Regions from separate parts of the Mus musculus genome. Here all the other regions are linked to region 1. Evidence: chromatin contacts called from public Hi-C, HiChIP or PLAC-seq and promoter capture Hi-C data. All regions are on one chromosome and are shown on one strand. Each heading gives the region's core, a stretch centred on a gene start, on an enhancer-like site or on the middle of the called end of the contact. The rest is flanking DNA. Distances are from core to core; before and after follow the strand shown.

What was found. Promoter capture Hi-C pulls out the DNA fragments that hold promoters and counts their contacts. A called contact is a pair of places that touch in the nucleus more often than the background predicts. HiChIP or PLAC-seq counts read pairs in DNA pulled down with a chosen protein or histone mark.
Region 2: a contact with region 1 is called in a Hi-C map of cerebral cortex, with 3 times the contacts expected there. The contact joins the enhancer-like site here to the promoter of Gria1 in region 1. A contact is called at or near these places in 6 of 39 promoter capture datasets (the 3T3-L1 cell line, cranial neural crest, embryonic stem cells and 2 more), 3 of 484 Hi-C or Micro-C datasets (cerebral cortex, forebrain and nephron progenitors), 1 of 115 datasets of contacts at active chromatin or transcription factors (forebrain) and 3 of 9 other capture datasets (adipose tissue, liver and pancreatic islet).
Region 3: a contact with region 1 is called in an H3K4me3 HiChIP or PLAC-seq map of forebrain, with 9 times the contacts expected there. The contact joins the enhancer-like site here to the promoter of Gria1 in region 1. A contact is called at or near these places in 7 of 39 promoter capture datasets (the 3T3-L1 cell line, cranial neural crest, embryonic stem cells and 3 more), 1 of 15 datasets of contacts at CTCF or cohesin (the NIH/3T3 cell line), 40 of 484 Hi-C or Micro-C datasets (the AML12 cell line, LSK cells, MC3T3-E1-derived osteoblasts and 23 more), 7 of 115 datasets of contacts at active chromatin or transcription factors (PVALB interneurons, VIP interneurons, astrocytes and 4 more) and 1 of 9 other capture datasets (liver).
Region 4: a contact with region 1 is called in a promoter capture Hi-C map of hippocampal neurons, with 6 times the contacts expected there. The contact joins the enhancer-like site here to the promoter of Gria1 in region 1. A contact is called at or near these places in 1 of 39 promoter capture datasets (hippocampal neurons), 5 of 484 Hi-C or Micro-C datasets (cerebral cortex, cortical neurons, embryonic fibroblasts and 2 more), 3 of 115 datasets of contacts at active chromatin or transcription factors (forebrain, heart atrium and neural progenitor cells) and 1 of 9 other capture datasets (adipose tissue).
Region 5: a contact with region 1 is called in an H3K4me3 HiChIP or PLAC-seq map of forebrain, with 5 times the contacts expected there. The contact joins the enhancer-like site here to the promoter of Gria1 in region 1. A contact is called at or near these places in 3 of 39 promoter capture datasets (cranial neural crest, embryonic stem cells and hippocampal neurons), 3 of 484 Hi-C or Micro-C datasets (cerebral cortex, hippocampal excitatory neurons and ventral hippocampal neurons) and 2 of 115 datasets of contacts at active chromatin or transcription factors (embryonic hindbrain and forebrain).
Region 6: an H3K27ac HiChIP or PLAC-seq map of SST interneurons shows a contact between it and region 1, with 4 times the contacts expected there. The contact joins the enhancer-like site here to the promoter of Gria1 in region 1. A contact is called at or near these places in 2 of 39 promoter capture datasets (embryonic stem cells and hippocampal neurons), 5 of 484 Hi-C or Micro-C datasets (cerebral cortex, cortical neurons and forebrain) and 3 of 115 datasets of contacts at active chromatin or transcription factors (SST interneurons, forebrain and neural progenitor cells).

What each region holds. Positions count from the first base shown.
Region 1 is chr11:57,010,364-57,013,063 of GRCm38.p6, forward strand. Gria1 (glutamate receptor, ionotropic, AMPA1 (alpha 1)) reads left to right here and starts at 1,255. Exons shown (of 16, transcript NM_001113325.2): 1 at 1,255-1,752. The coding sequence starts at 1,671.
Region 2 is chr11:57,270,442-57,273,141 of GRCm38.p6, forward strand. All of the region lies in intron 11 of Gria1 (glutamate receptor, ionotropic, AMPA1 (alpha 1)), which reads left to right. Among named protein-coding and RNA genes, the nearest start is that of Fam114a2, 250 kb to the right of the region's middle. Within about 2 kb of position 1,315, at least 18 of the 459 cell types and tissues checked have an H3K27ac peak or open chromatin away from gene starts, as enhancers often do. A contact at or near this core is called in cerebral cortex, where this site is marked.
Region 3 is chr11:57,466,498-57,469,197 of GRCm38.p6, forward strand. No RefSeq gene overlaps it. Among named protein-coding and RNA genes, the nearest start is that of Fam114a2, 51 kb to the right of the region's middle. Within about 2 kb of position 1,379, at least 29 of the 459 cell types and tissues checked have an H3K27ac peak or open chromatin away from gene starts, as enhancers often do. A contact at or near this core is called in brain, cortical neurons, embryonic basal ganglia and 1 more, where this site is marked.
Region 4 is chr11:56,752,632-56,755,331 of GRCm38.p6, forward strand. No RefSeq gene overlaps it. Among named protein-coding and RNA genes, the nearest start is that of Gm39826, 27 kb to the left of the region's middle. Within about 2 kb of position 1,355, at least 27 of the 459 cell types and tissues checked have an H3K27ac peak or open chromatin away from gene starts, as enhancers often do. A contact at or near this core is called in cerebral cortex, cortical neurons, forebrain and 3 more, where this site is marked.
Region 5 is chr11:57,413,463-57,416,170 of GRCm38.p6, forward strand. No RefSeq gene overlaps it. Among named protein-coding and RNA genes, the nearest start is that of Fam114a2, 100 kb to the right of the region's middle. Within about 2 kb of position 1,454, at least 11 of the 459 cell types and tissues checked have an H3K27ac peak or open chromatin away from gene starts, as enhancers often do. A contact at or near this core is called in forebrain, hippocampal neurons and ventral hippocampal neurons, where this site is marked.
Region 6 is chr11:56,632,225-56,634,924 of GRCm38.p6, forward strand. All of the region lies in intron 5 of Gm46261 (a long non-coding RNA gene), which reads right to left. Among named protein-coding and RNA genes, the nearest start is that of Gm32649, 10 kb to the left of the region's middle. Within about 2 kb of position 1,402, at least 1 of the 459 cell types and tissues checked has an H3K27ac peak or open chromatin away from gene starts, as enhancers often do. A contact at or near this core is called in SST interneurons, where this site is marked.

The DNA.
Region 1 (2,700 bases), core at 5-2,504:
TGAGATGGCTGAGCCCAGTAAAGACACCTGCTGCTAAGCCTGATGGCCGGGGTTCAATCCCTGGTCCCACATGGTAGGAGAAGCAAATCCCACAAGTTGTCCTCTCACCTCCACTCAAACGTCATGGCATTCACACACACACACACACACACACACACACACACACACACACTTAAAAATATAGCAACAATATTTAAAAGTTCAAGGCCTCACTGGGTGTCTTCATGAGTGAATCCCAGGAGCCATGGTCATTTCTGAGTGGGAGGACAGACGGATGACTCCAGGAAGATAGCCCTAGCTGTTATCAATGGCTGCCCCACAGCCCATGCCATCATTCTGTGCACACATCTCTCTTGGGTATCTCCGAGCCAGCTGCAGTCCAGCAGGGTCCACAGAGGCCCAGCTTCTCCTGGACACAAACAATCTGAGTTATAAGTGAAGGCAGCCTGCATCCTCCGACTGGAATCAGCGCAAAATGACTCATGTAATTGCCCTGTGTGCGTACCCTGAATCTTCTTGTTCACCCACCCACACAACTCTGCTGTTATAGATTCCTGCACCCTGCAAGAAAAAAAAAGGGGAGGGGGGAGGACAAGTTCAAATACCTATGGTTGCAAAAAGGCCACCGTGCCTCTCCTAAAGATGGAAGGGGCTGCTAGCATCCAGGTCCAAGCACAGGCCAGTCACACCGAAGCTACTGTTGTATGCCTTTCTCACAGTCTTTCCTTTAAATTTCTGGAGAGGGATTTCTAGGGTCTCCCCCTTGGGAATTAGTTGTAGGAATAATTGGGCCAGTGGAGTGTAGAAGATATATCCAGCGCAACCCGTGCGTGCACTACTAGAGAAAGTGACCTAGATCAAGCAGCTGGTGAATCCAGGGCTATTGTGGGGACCCCCTGCCACCTACTGACTTGCAATTGAACCCGCATTCCCAAAAGCATCTTATCCCCTGGCAGGGGGAGGGAGAGAGAGAGAGAGAGAGAGAGAGAGAGAGAGAGAGAGAGAGAGAGAGAGGCAGAGGAAGGTGGGGGAGGTGAAGGGGACAGTGGGTTGCCCCCTTTGGAGAAAGCACCCTCCACCCTCCCTCCTTCTTCCCCTCCATCCTCTGCACCCACAGGGGGAAAAGTGAGGTGAGGATGGAGAGGCAGGGGTGATGGGTTGGGGAGACCAATGCAGGAACTCCGAGCTGGCTCCTGGGTATCAGCATAGTGAGCTGGCAGTCTGTGAGAGTGTGAGGGGGAGAGGAGAGGAGAGGAGGAGAGAGAGAGAGAGAGAGAGAGAGAGAGAGAGAGAGAGAGAGAGAGAGAGAGAGAGAGAGAGAGAGAGAGAGAGAGAGAGAACGGGAGGGTGAGAGAGGCTGGCTGCTAGAGAAGAGGAGGAGAGCAGAGGGAGAGGGGGAGCGAGCTAGCGCTCCAAGCATGAGGACGGGCTGCTCCCGGCTCAGTTAATCTGGCTGTCAGTCGGTGTTAACGCTGCAGTTTAACTGCTCGGCTCCCCTTCCAAGAGAAACAAGAGAAACCTCACAGAAGGAAGGGAGGAAGGAAAGAAGCAAGCAAGGAATTGCAGGAAGAAAAGAGCCGGCAGAGCATCCAGAAGAATCAAAGGGAGGGGAGGGAAGACCAAATCTATGGTTGGACCAGGGCTTCTTTTTCGCCAATGTAAAAAGGAATATGCCGTACATCTTTGCCTTTTTCTGCACCGGTTTTCTAGGTGCGGTTGTGGGTGCCAATTTCCCCAACAATATCCAGATAGGTGAGTGAGAGGGGCAGCTGGGGAGGGACTTTGGGGATCTGGCCAGGATTTTCTTTTTCGTTTTTTTCTTTTTCTTTTTTCTTTTTTTTTATTTGGAGGGGAGATTTCTCAACCCATTCTCAGTCGGAGCTGTTGTGCTTAGCAATGGAACACCAGGAAGGGAGGAAGACTTGGGTCGCCAGTCTGGGAAAGGGGGTTTCATCCTCATCTGATGCTGCGAGGGGCACCGTGGAAGTGTGTTCTCTCTCTCTCTCTCTCTCTCTCTCTCTCTCTCTCTCTCTCTCTCTCTCTCTCTCTCTCTCGTGTGTGTGCGCGCACACACACAGGTGCACACACACCGCGCACTCCAAGCAGCAGGCATGAGTGCCTGAAATGGAGGAGCATTTCTCTGTTCCAGAGAGGGAAAAATATAAGCAGACTGCGCTTGAAACAGGGTTCAGAGTGCTTAAGGAGTTAACTCTGACTAGGGGGGTGTTCTGGTTGATTTATATAAATATGTAAGGTGGGCGTATGTGTGTTGTGATTATATATTAAATGTGCACATGTAGCCGGAGTGATGGGGATGACAGTGATGTCTGGCTGGGGGAGGGGTAAGAGACCCCTCTTCAGGAAGCAGTGGTGGATGCTAGGTTGATTGCATTTGCTGAGAAGTCCCAGGCCTTACTTAGTAGCCAGAGCTCTACGGACCCCCTCGCTATCTTCCTTTTCCCTTCTGCCATGCTGGGCTGTGCCCCTCATTCCCTGATCCTGGAACTTCCTAGCCTGCCTTTTCTCTCACCTTTTCCCCATCCTCTTGAGTGCTCTGTCCACAGACACTGACAGTAGTGCTCCAGCAAGACACACACACACACACACACACACACACACACACACACACACACACACACACACACACAGAGGCTACTTCCTCACCCCCAACCCCTCAGCAGCAGTCCTCATTCCTGGCTT
Region 2 (2,700 bases), core at 65-2,564, 260 kb after region 1:
AGGAGTCTGGCCGCTCATTATCCTCCAGTGTCTTAGTCTTAGTTGCTTTCCTCATTTGTGTGACAAATTATCTGACCCTCCAAAAAAGCAAAGCGGGGGGGGGGGTTGTTTGGGCTCACTGTTTGAGGGTACAGTCCCTCATGGTTGTGATGGAAGGAATTCGGGACATCTGGTTACCTTGCATCTATGGTCAGGAAGCAGAGATAAATGATTGCTATCGCTCAGTGTTGAGGGCCCTTGATAACCAACGGTTGAGCAATGTCAATGTCAGCAACATCAATGCCAGCAACGAATCTGCCCAGCCGTTGACCCCTGAACCCCTGTGGCTAAAGACAGGTTGGGATCCTACTCCAGCCAAGTTCAGCTTTGGGGTTGTTCACAAAACCCAAAGCATTAGCTACTAGGCAGGCTACTTGGAGACTCAACTTGGTCAGTTTATACATGCAGCAATGGCAAGTGGCTCGCTTAAAACCTGAGGCCAGGAAGGACCTTGAACTATAACTTCCTTCCCAATGGCATTACTTCCGTATCAATAACCAACCAGTGAGACCCATGTCCACCCTCAAGGGAAGAAGTTTTATGACATCTCTAGAAAAGCCCTATCTAATCTGCTATCACTTTAAAAGCGTATGCTTTCCTGACTGCTAATTACAACTTTCAGTTTAGTGTTAGTCATGTAGAGAAGGAGGATGTTCTCAAAGAAAAAAGAAAAACAGTCAATGAAATTACTTTGCTCATTTTCAAAGTGATGTGTAAAGCATATTGTTGATGATGTTTTTAACCTTCCTGATGGGAGGCTAGGGGGATTGTTCAGGAGGATCCTAGTGGGCTTCCTGGCCAGCCAGGGCGGTTGGTCAATTCAAGGTACAGGGAGAAACGCTGTCTCCAAACTCAAGGTGGGAAGCAACTTGCCTCTACACACATAGACAAATATGTATACACATGCACACACACATACACACACACACACACACACACACGTTATATAAACACAAATGTAAATATACTAATAGTGAGCTAATGCTGCCTGTAATAAACTAGCAAACCATGCCAATTCCTAATGACACTGCTGTTTGGGGAATGCATGTGGAATATAAGCAGAGAGAGTTTGGCACCTGCAGTTTTCAGTTTTGTGTGCAAACCCAAAAATATTTGCTGAGTGCCTAACCTTAGGAACTTCAGAGGAGTCAAACTTAAAAGAATCCATTCTTTTTCTAGTTACTTGGGATCTACTTGTGCAGTGCAGAGAGGGTAGTCACAGATGGGGAGGAGGTGGAACGGAGGGCTGGAAGCAGACCTAGGCGTAGCACAGACTGAAAGCACCAGTGTGGGACTGAACAGAGCTTGCTACATGCCAGGCTGTTAGCAGAATCAGGCAGGCAGCAGCATGCAATAGAGGAAGATTCGGAAAGACAGAAGATCAGCTGGGAAGCAGGGAATGTTTCAGATGTGGGCTTCTCTAAGTTCCCCAATGCACCCACCCATCACAGACACTTGACAAGAGTAGGAAGTGTACCGAAAGGCATGTTCTGTGCAGACAGTGAGGAACATGGCATTCTTGTAGACTTAGTGAGAACGAACAGTGACACAGAGCCTATGGAGACAAGTATAAAGAGTCGTCACGAACTCAGAGAACTGCCGTGCAAGGCAGCAATCCAGTGCTCGGTACTTATCCCAGAGTATTCTCAGGAACTGGAGAGATGCCCGAACCTCTATGTCTACTGTAACACCAACTGTAATAGCTAAGATGTGGGAATAACCAAAACGTACATTGATCAATGAGTGGATAAGCACATCTTGTCTGCATGCTCACAGGAGTGCCTTTTAGCCTTCAAAAGTCTCTGTGGCATCAAGGGGGAACCCTGGGGACATTGCCAAATGAAATTAAACCAGGCAAAGTGCAAATATCAAATAATATCTTTGGAAAAGTCAAATTCACAGACTGGAGGAATGAATGTCAGTGTCTTGGCTGTTTTCCCTATTACTACAATAAAATACCTTGGCAGAATTCACAGGAGAAATAGTTGATTTGGGCCCATTGAGGTTCAATTCAATCATGGTGGGGAAGTTACAGAGGTATCTGGTCACACTGCTTCCACAATCAGAAAGCAGAAAGCACTGAATGCTAATGTTTAATTCAGCTTCTCCTTTTGATATTGTCCAGGATTCTAGCACAGGGAAGGGAGCTACTCATGATGGGTACTTCCCACCTAAATTAAACTAATCAGATAATCTCCTAAGGACATCGCCATATGCCCAGCTCATCTTCCAAGTGATTCTAGAGCCAATCAAGTTAACAATTGTGATTAACCATCATGGACATTCATGTGGAGTGAAAAAGAAATGTGTAGATATATTCTGGTTTACATTTATTCTTTTTATTTTCTGTGTATGAGTGTTTTGCCTGTGTGAATGTCTGTGACCAACATGCATACCTACTGATGGTTGTGAACTGCCCTGTGTCATGTGGGTGCTGGGAACTAAAACCCTTTCCTCTGGAAAAACAGTAAGCGTTCTTAACTGCTGAGCTATCTCTCCATCCCAGGTGTCATCACTGGGTGTCGACTTCCAGTCAAGCCAGATGGATAAGCTATGAGCTCCTTTTTACAACCTCATATAAACAAGCAATGTCGATATATTGCACACTTAAAATTGTGTTCCACAAGTAAATCTCATGTGAAATAGTCTCACAAAAATAAA
Region 3 (2,700 bases), core at 129-2,628, 460 kb after region 1:
AGCAAACGTGTTGCCCAGCAGGGTTAGAGGACCCAAGGAGGCAGAGCCTGCTGGTAGTGCCCCGCAGCAGCCAAATCTAGTGCCAGGCCTGGTGAGACAAAGTAGCTCAGACATGCATGTCACAAGTACAAACCGAACCCATCTGTGCCAGTCCCTCCTAGGGATAAGGTCAGAGGATGGAAATTGTTTTCAAAGGCATGGACCCCAAAAGTAAACTATCCTAATTTATGTCTTTGGACAGAAGTCACGAACATTCTTCTTGGTCCTGTTCTGTCTTCTGGAGGCCTGGAATGCCAGAGGGTAGCCATCTTGGTCCTGTTATCTCTTTCTTCTCTTTCTATGATGGATAATTGACCACCCCAAGCAGAGAACAGACACCCGATTACCTTGACGTGACCGGCTCATCCTCCTCTTCATGGCTTAACCCAGTCTCTGCCATAAATCCTATTAAACATTTAAAAACAAAAACAAAAAAAGCAACAGCACTGGACTATCAGCTGGATGGTGTCCCATGTGCGGGTCTCCTACCGTCAAGTAACTCCATCTCCTTTCTTAAGTTCCTACCCATGAATCCGTAATAAGACTCTTTCTAAACTCAGCATTTCTCCATGAATTTCGTTCTTCGAATTTGAGAGACAGGAACCCTGAGGCCATCGACCAAGTGGCGGTTTTGTGTAACTGAGCACCTAGTATCCCATCTACTGGGTTTAACCCCCCCCCGCCCCCCGCCGCCGCTGCCCCCAGAGAAAGGAAGGCTTCGTGTTACTTAAAGGCACCCCACTTCTCCCTTATCACGAGGAGTCACCATGCGTTGTGACAGAGTTCCATCATGAAGAAGGAAGTCTCTGGTCCCAGCAGAACGCCAGGCTGGGCAAGATTTGCACAGCCATATCTGAGCTGAACACAACACTTAAGAGTCAGTCATTCTGTGGGGAACCAGTACCTGGGGGGTGTAGGAAGGAGGCGGGGACTTCCTATCACAGACCCTGGTGATAACAAGTTATACAAGGTCCAGAGTTACAAGCCCTGGTCCCCTTCCGGCTCTGCCTCGACTTCCTCAGAATGAATCCCTCCCATCTATGGATTCCAGCGCCACAACTGCTAGGCTCCTACCAGGCTCTGCCTCTTCCCCTGCTCCTTGGCATTCCCCTGTTCCATGACCTCTCGAGCCTCTGGAAGCCCCAAGGTTCCTCTTCTGAGCAGATAGGCAAGAGGACCGCACCTAACTCAGAAAAGCATTGTGCTTAGAAACTCTAGCTGCAGGCTGCATCTGAATCTATCGTAAATGGCTCTAAGGATCCGAAGTTATGAGGCATTACAGCCAGGAGAGAAAGGAAATGAGCAGCCCCAGCTCAGCAGGCACATTGAAGGCTCCGGAGAGGAGAGCGGACCCCTGTGCAGACAAAAGATACTAGGAGCAGCTCTAGCTAGCCGTCTAGGCCATATCCTTGGGGCAGCACTGCCACCTGCTGGCCAGAAAGGAGCTTTGCAAGAAGGTGCCTTCCCAGCTGGCCCGGATAAAAAAATAAACCTTTAATCCCAGAAGACTGGACACAGACCGGAGCCCCAGAGATGGGGGTGTGATCAACGGAAAGGCTTAGGGATGTACTGGGATTCTAGAGGTATGAAACCCTGGTTCATGTCCCTACTTTTAAACATATCAGTTGCACACTGCTTAGCTTCCCAGGCCACCATTTTCTGGTCCAGGAAACTTCTATTCTAGTTTTGTTTCTGTTGTAATAAAACATTCAATAAAAAGCACCTTAGGGACAAAAAAAAATTCATTTGGCTTAAGATTCCAGGTTAAATTATTGTGAGGAAGTTAAGACAGGAACTTTAAGCACTACGCCCACAGTTGAGAGCGGGAGAGAATAAACACACAGATCCTTGCTTGATTGCTCTGCTTAGGGAATGGTGCCGCCCACAACAGACTGTGTCTTCCTATATCAGATGATCTAGGCAGTCCCCAGAGACGTGCCCACAGGTCAACATCTAGATAAGAGTCATTAAAACTCTCTTCCCAGGTGACTCCACTTTGTGTCAAGTTACCAGTTAAAAACTAACCAGCATGATCTGTCCTTTGTCAACTTGACCCACAAGCATGTCACTTTAAGCCATAACTTTCCATCCCTTGTCCCCAAAGTAACATGTTAAAATCATAATATAAAATACAATTCAATTCCAAAAAATCCCCCACCCCCAAGTCTTTAAAACTTCCATTGCTACAAAAGTCTATTTAAATCTCCAAAGTCTTGGTTGTGGGCTCATATAAAATAAAAGACAAGGGGCTGGAGAAATGTTAGGAGCATGTCAAAGATTGAGAGTGTTTGAGGATCCTAGTTCGGATCCCAGCACCCACATCAGGGCTCTCACAATTCCCTGTAACACCATGGACACAGAATCTGGCGCCCTCTTCTGATTTTTGCAGGTATTGCACTCAATATGCATATATCACCTATAGATATAAGTGCATTTATACAATTAAAAACAAGGCCTTTTAAAAAAAAAAAACAAATAATACTGCCTCGTTTGGGAGTAAGAATGAACATTAAATCCATGACTAAATTGTGAGATCCATGAAAGTGTCTCTCCCGTCACACCCACTGATCTTCAAGGTGAACCTCAGTATGGAGTCCCCACGCTGACTACATCATCACTCCTGGGTGCTTGTCACAGAAGCAGGTGCTTAGGCCCTTCTGA
Region 4 (2,700 bases), core at 105-2,604, 260 kb before region 1:
TTAGGAGCACAACATTATCTCATTCTGTCTTCTCAAAACTGCCCACACTTCACACTCAGAGGTGAGAGCTGGAAGCTTCACACCTAGAGCGCACACACCACCAAGTTCTGAGCCCCGGGCCTTGCCACAGAAGCTTGCCTCTGAATGACGGCTGTGTCAGTCTCCTGGGTCAGAGTCTGCTCATTGTTCTGCTCATTTGGCTTGGAGAGCCTTGTACCTGTCTCTTCCTCCTGTCCATCAAAACAGCACCTGGGCACCTGTCAAATGCTCAAGCATCCTCCCCAGGCCTCAGAAAGCAGAAGCTAACCACCCCCCATGCTACCCAAAGAAAGCACACAAGAATGCTCTGACCTTGTGGGATCCCTTGTAGACATAACTCTTGGAATTAGGAATGCCTTTCAGGGTCTGGGGAGATGGCTCAGTTAGTAAAGTCCTTGCTGGACAAGCATGAGATCTGTGTTCGATATTCAAATCTCATTTGAAAAAGCCTGGATTAGTGATGCACCCTTAGTCCCAGCATTAGGGGTGGGGAAGCTGGATCTTTAAGGTTTCCTGTCTATGTAATTCAGCCTAACTATCAAGTTCCAGGATAGTGATAGAACCTGTCTCACAAAACAAGGGGACAGCTCTTGAGGAGTGACACCCAAGGTAGACCTCTGGCTCCCATCTCACATACACACTAGTATATGTACCCACACAGAGAGATGTATCTACACATGATCACATGTTCTCTCTCTCTCTCTCTCTCTCTCTCTCTCTCTCTCTCTCTCTCTTTCTCTCTCTCTCTCCATGAATATTCAGTCAAATATTCTGAGTTACTAGAAAAGAAACTGAGGCTTAATAGGTGACTCGACCCATCCAAGTTCTAGAGCCTTGAAAGCTACAGCAGGCTCTTATGCTCTGGACAAAAGTACAGGGGAGAAAATGAAAGCATCTCTCACCTTACTCCTCTTCCTGGTCTCATTGTCCTCACCAAGCCCCATCCTAGGTCTTAGTTCCTAGGGAACTGCTGTTCTACATGCAAACCACCAAATGACCACAGGGATGTGGGTGATTTTGGGTCATCACCATGGTGCATTTCTTACTCTTATTAGATTTGGATCCAGTCAGGAAGATGGAAGAAAAGGAATTACATTCAGAGAGTTGGTATTTTTCCTCCTGTTAAATTGAGCTGTGGGAGGTATGATATGCTGAACTGGTACATTTTAAAAGACAAAACCCCTAATGTTTTAAGGAGTGTTTTCTCCCCATTAACATGTTGCTTAGCAACATTTTTACAATATCAGCAGCTGTGTGACTTGGAGCTGAATGAATGTCTAGAAATGCAGAAAGAACCAAACAGGGGAACGCAGGGCCCTGGTAGCATGCTGCCTTTGTTAGGGAAGATGGGGGTGTCCTCCAACATGGGACACAGGCGGCCCGTGCTTCCTTCCAATTCAGTTAGACATTGTCAGCTGACCACTTTGAGAGTTGGGTTCTGGTTTTAGCTACATAAATTTTTACCAATTTTTATGTGATGAAAAGCTTCAAATACATACAAAAATAGAACAGTGTTATGAACTCTTTTATATCTATTACAAAGCATTAACATTTTGCAATTCACGGCCCATCTTCTTTTACTTATTTTCCCTACTTCATCTTCTTTAGAAGTCAAGATGTATCGAATATCTATCATTTCATCCATGAATATGTCTTATGTCAGTCTCAGGAAGGAAGGGCTTTGTAAAAATAAAGCACAATTATGTCATCCCATCAAACCAAAAGTTACCAGCTTGTCTTGTGATGTCACCGAAGGATGAATGAGAGAGGCAGCTTCCAACTCTCTGGGGTTTCTCATTTACATTACAGGGAAGACCTCAGTAAGTGAACAAGGCGGTCACTTCTCTGTGCCTCCACTTCACTTGATCATCATCATCATCATCATCATCAACAACAACAACAATAACAACAACAACAACAACACCTGTGTACTATGTCCTGCAAAGCCTCCTGGAATTAGAGTAACACATTTTTGAGGGTTTAGTTTTTATTTACTTACTTATTTATTTCCAAATAATGTTGGTCTTTCCAGACTACTGAGTTTGGTGCTCACAACCAACAGTCTCTAACTCCTGTTCTGATGGCCTCTATAGACACCTTCACAAACACACACACTACAAACACACACACGCGCGCTAACTCCTGTTCTGATGGCCTCTATAGACACCTTCACAAACACACACACTACAAACACACACACGCGCGCGCACACACGCACACACACAATACGTACATATACACACTTCCACACACGCATAAACACCACATGCACACAAAAGAAAAGAAGAAGTAAACTTGATCAGATTGAAAATTGATCTCTTGGTGAAAGAATCAAGCAATGGGATTGAAAGGTCAGCATTGTGCTCTGAGCAGAGAGATGTGAATAACGGACATGTTTTTGCCCAAAAGTGGAGCCTCTGGCATGGCCTTCACTTTCCTTAGCACCTTTACAGTTTGATTTTCAGATGCCACTCATAATATTTTTTTTCCTTTGCTCAGTCCTTCCATCCTTTCTCTATCCCTTGGCTCTCTGAAAGATGTCTTTCTGGAGCCAATAGCATTTTCCTCTCTCTTTTATTAACTACTCAGAATTTTGTTTCTGGTTTTGCTGCTGCTAGTTGAAAGGTACAGTTAAATTTATCCATACGATTGATATGTCTT
Region 5 (2,708 bases), core at 204-2,703, 400 kb after region 1:
GCCCTCTATAGGCTCATGTGTTTGAACACTTGGTCCCCAGCTGGTAGCACTGTTTGGGGAGGTTATGGAACCTTAAGGAGGCAGAACCTCGCCGGAGGAAGTGTATCACTGGGGGTGGGCTTTAAGGACTTATAGCTTGGACCCACTTCCTGTTCCTCCTTCTCTGCTTCCTATGTATGGATGAAAATATGATCAGCCACCTTCCTGTTTCTGTAACTATACTATGCCTTCCCTACCATGCTGGACTCTAAACATGAGCCAAAATAATTTTTTTTTCTCCACAGGTTGCTTTGGCCATGGTATTTTATCACAGCAACAGTAGCTGTCTCAGCAAATCCAGCACTGCCAGTAGCCTGTGGCATGCCACAGCCTTACCGCATCTGTTACTTTCCCATGATTGTCTGTCTCTTTCTCCCAATATTTCCTACCAAAGGGGTATTTTTTGTCCTTAGAACAGGTATCTGGAAACACGAAAATCCTGAGCCAGAGTGACCAGAGGGACAGGAGACAGCAAGAATGAGCTACTCAGGAAGTTGGGGAAGGTGCTAGAGAAAAGGGGTAGCCAGGGCTGACTCTTGAAAGGAATTGGGAAATCAGAGGCGGTTGTGCTAGCTGAACTGAGAAGGCCAGAGACAACTTGAAAGATAGGAAAGGTGGGCTCAGCTCCTGGGGGCACGGAGGTTCAGGCCCCTGGGCCAAGGAGCTTGAACTTGATATGACAACCAACTCAGTGTCCATACACAAAGTCCAGGCAAGAACAAGAAAGACTCAAGTCTATAATGGTCTTTTGTTATTTTTGTTACTATAACAAGATACTTGAGGCAAGGTTGTTTGTTTTAGAGAGATTTTTTTTCCCTCACCACTCTGTAATAACAAGGACACAGTTGAAAAGCCTGAGGCAGGAGCCTAACTCCCATCTGGTTTTCTGAACACAAAAGAACAGCTCTTAGCCTGAAAGGAATAAGAGATAATTTGTTCTTGAACCAAATAGGAGTGACCACACTCAGGGAACACAGACCCGAGTTTGCCCCAAATGCTACATTCTAACATAGTAACTGTTTGATGAAGTTCTTATAGAACAGAACAAAGAAAGTCATGAAAAGTCATAAATCAAAACACTTTTCAAATGCTTTGGAGGGATCATCTGGTGGACGGGCTACAGCAAAGCAGGAAAGCGATAGCGGATGCTATTAGATAGCCTTTTGGTTGGTGTTACCTAGTGGCCGCAAAGATGTTCGCTCACCTGCAAAGGTGAGCAAAAAGTGGCTCTTGGTTAGAGATGTGGCTAGATAATTAGGCCGTGGACTTGCAACATTCCAATCTTTACACATCACTGAAGTTCTCCTCAGTTAATCATCATGCCGGATCTCCATCGGTACAGCCACCCACATACAACCAGTCCAGAGCCCAGCCTGCATCTCCATCCCCCACCGCACTGGCAGCCTTTCTGTTTCCCTGGACCGGATTATTCTAAGCAGCCTCTGAGGCCCCACAGGACTGAACCTAGCGTTATCTCCTGCACACAGTGGCTGCCTTGTTAAAAGGCAATCAGTAGAGCTGACATTAATAAATGTTAACACCCTCAATGTGGAGTCAGGCAATTAAAATCCCTCCTCAGGACCTCTGAGACCAGCCTGTGGAAAACCCACCCACTGCCTTAATAAGCTCGGGTCATCACAGAACAAATAGAAAACAGGGAGAGAGGACAAACATTAAAACTACTGACCAGGACTGTGACAACCTCCAAGATCTGTCCCACACTGCCATCCCCCTTCTGAAGATACCACCAAAACAAGAAGCAAGGTCCTCAGGCAAGACTGCCGGGCCTGAGAAGTCCTCTGGACTTGCGGTGTTCAGTGCAGGGTCAGGGACATTCTCAGGGGCAGCTTGCTGCAGGCTCCAACTCCTCTGCTCCTGGATTTAGAGCATGGGCGATCGGCAAGTACAAAGGAGCTGCTTTTATGCTGGTGCAGAAGCCTCTGGAAGCTCAGCACGCTGTCTCAGTTATACCTTCCCTTCCTTATTCTTCTGTATATTTACTGAGTGTGTGTGTGTGTGTGTGTGTGTGTGTGTGTGTGTGTGTGTGTGTGTGTGTGTGTCAGCACAAGCCACGGTACATGGGTAGAAGGCAGAAGGCACTTTCCAGAGGCTGTTCTCCCCTTGTACCTGCCACTGGGCTTTAGGCTCTGAACTTGGGCTGTCAGGCTTAGCGACAAATAACTAAACCACTGAGCTATCCCGACGACCTCTTTTCTCTCTTTCCTTTTTCCTTTCTTTTTTTTTCCTTTCTTTGCAAAATACTAGGTAGCTCAGAGTGGCTACAACGTAGCTATCCTCCTGCCTTAGTTTTCATCTTCCTGAAGTCTAGATTAGAGGCAGAACCTTTGACTATCACCTGTTCTAATCCTTCCACAGAGACTTAAGGAAGGGCACTAGGTCCACCCAGGGTCTCTCTGTGAGCTAAGTGATGGAGGACTGATTTGCTGAAGAGTTAGTGAGTGTGTGAGCCCACCACGGAGCCCTCCTGTGTCTGGTAAGGCCAGCCGTTGGGGGCCCTGGCATTCAGACGGCCTTCCTTGGCACTTTCTCACCACAGATGTGCACATAAATAGATAAATGCATGTAAAAGACTTGAATCTTTCTGGCCGTGACGTAAAATGGGGTCCAGCCTCCAGCGCCACCTCGGAAGAGCTGTGGTGTCTTCAAAT
Region 6 (2,700 bases), core at 152-2,651, 380 kb before region 1:
TTAATATTTTTTTTCTGTGACTGTTATTAGTGGATTGTAATAATTCTTCCTGATGCTGTGAAGTTCAGTTGACTATCTCCTAGGTCATTATAACAGCCTATGTCAAGTGTGGGTCCTATTGTCAGTTCAATAATGGCTCTAACACAGGAACCAGGACCATCCATTCAACACCACTTGAGTGTTTTCCCTGTTCTGGCTGCCTTTCTCAGATGTGAGGCTCTGCACAGGCTGGCTCCCTTGGCTCTCCAGGAGCTTAAGTTCTCAGGAAGCCTGTCAACAGACCACCAATAAATAAAAGTGGCATGTAGTAGATGGTCTGGGTGAGCTAACCAGGTGGCTGAAGAAAGATAATCAGGGGTAGGAGAGACAGAGTAAGGCATGGGATCCAGAGAGTAAGTAATGGTCCTGGCAGATGAAAGAGGAGGAGCCATCTACACAGCTGTCAGAAACACACAGGTACCTATGCAAAGGAAAAACAGGGAAAGGAGAACAAATCCTCCGAAAGAATCATCTTGATGTTTATGATGCAGAGAGGACAGGGAAACTGAGCATGAGGGAACACGTGATCTTATGATGCCAAAGAAGACGATGAAGAGTTAGGGAGGGCTTTAATCCAGATAGGCTCCAAGCACACTGTTTACACCAAGTCGTATATCAGTACTTTTTAAAGCTCTAAGGATGGCTCCTCTTTTAATTCCTCTGTCTCTGTCTCTGTCTCTGTCTCTGTCTCTGTCTGTCTCTGTCTGTCTCTGTCTCTCTCTGTCTCTCTCTGTCTCTCTGTCTCTGTCTCTCTCTCTGTCTCTCTCTCTCTCTCTCTCTCTCTCTCTCTCTCTCTCTCTCTCTCTCTCTCTCTCTCAATCTGTGTGTGTGTGTGTGTGTGTGTGTGTGTGTAAGCCAGAAGTCAACCTCTAGTGGTGTTCCTTAGGAGCTGTTCAGCTTGTCTGTTTTGTTTGTTTGTTTGTTCGTTTTGAGGCAGGGTCTCAAAGAAAATATACAGAACTTGCTAATGCAGACTGGAGTTGCTGGTCTGCAAGCTCCAGAGACCTACCAGGCCTGCTATTCCAACTCTTGGATTAAAAACACATACCTTGCTCAGCTTTTTACATGGCTCCTAGCAACTGTAAGAACGTTGCCAACTGAGCTGTTTCCCCAGCCTGCCTAGTTTAGTTTGCTGTTGAATGCAATTTCACCTTGGTCATCCTTGCCTTGGACCCCTGGTGCTGGTTATTGCCTCATCTCTACTCATCTAATCACCTGAAGAGAGAAATGTCAGACAGACACACCCTTCCCCATCATGGACTTCTCACGATGGCATCCTTGTGGCACCCTGTGTGATAGCCCATTGGGGACTTACTTGGCCCTTGGCCCATACACTCTTTCTCCTCCTCAGCATTTGGGAAGTTGGCTCCACTGCTGGAGGGAGACATTTTAGGAGAGGTTTCCATGGAAACTCAAACTTTCTCTCCAGCTGCTCATGCAGTTTATCCCTATATTTTTAAATGCACATTTCTTTTTGATCAGCTTTTGGAATCTTGCTCCCGTTGGGATAACTAGCACAGAATGTCTAGGAATATAGCATTCCTCAATCTCCAGTGAATGGTGTGCTCACTGTGTTCCCATAGCTGACAGGGAAGAGCATCAAAGCTGTGCTGCAGTGATGAATTGTTTCTCAGATTCCTCCCCACTGGTCTTTCAGGTAATCAGCCTTCCATTCCCAGGTGGCCTTTAGCAGCATTGATGGGACATCAGGAATCTTAAGAATTTACTTTTCAATCTCTGCCTGCTATCAAACAGAGCCTTTCCTTGTGACTCTAACTTCTTTTTCTCCATCACCATAAAATCCAAGGCCAGCTGTACTCTCTTTTTTCTAATCCCTACAAGTTCAAGCCTTAATCCAACATTATTGTGTCTCTTTAGTCTTCTTACCTCATATACATATTTTGGTTTTTGTGCTTGAACTTGAATACAGGGCCTTATACACCATAGTCAAGTACTCTAGCACTGAGCTATATTTCCAGTTCTCAAATCCACCCCTATCATGTTTTCAGTAGCATGTATCAAAGCTGACCATTCTAGACCTTCAGAACTGTGTTAGCATCTTTATCATACTTCTCAAAATAATAATGAGATCATTGTCTTGACACTTATACGTTTATTGCCCATCTCTCTATTAAAACACAAACTCCCTAAGGAATTATGTCTTTTTAAACTTCTGCACCTCTTATATCCACTGCTGTTTATCTGAAACAATAAAAATTAAGTAGTTCTATTGAGGAAATGGCAATATTTGGTCTAGGGAATGAGGAGGAGTGAAATAGTGAAATGGGTTCAGCTTTGTGCATTTGTGGAGTGCAGCCTAATTTTTCTCTATGAAGACAAGAGCTCTGAAATGCTGGGAAGATAAATCTGCACTAGCCATTTGACAGGAGGTGGATCAAAGCAGAAACTTTCTGTGGGGACAACCTTCAGTGTCTTCTTAACAACTGAGCAGGAGGTACCCAGGACCATTAACATGGGCCCCAAGCCTCAATAGATAAGAAGGAGAGTAGCAGAATTTTTAGTTAATTTTCTGCTGCTGTGATGAAACCGTATGACCAAGGCAACTTACAGAAAGAAGAGATTGTTTTGGTTTATGACTCCAGGGTATCAGAGTCTATCATGGTTCAGAGACATGGCCATGGGATGTAGGCATGGTAACAG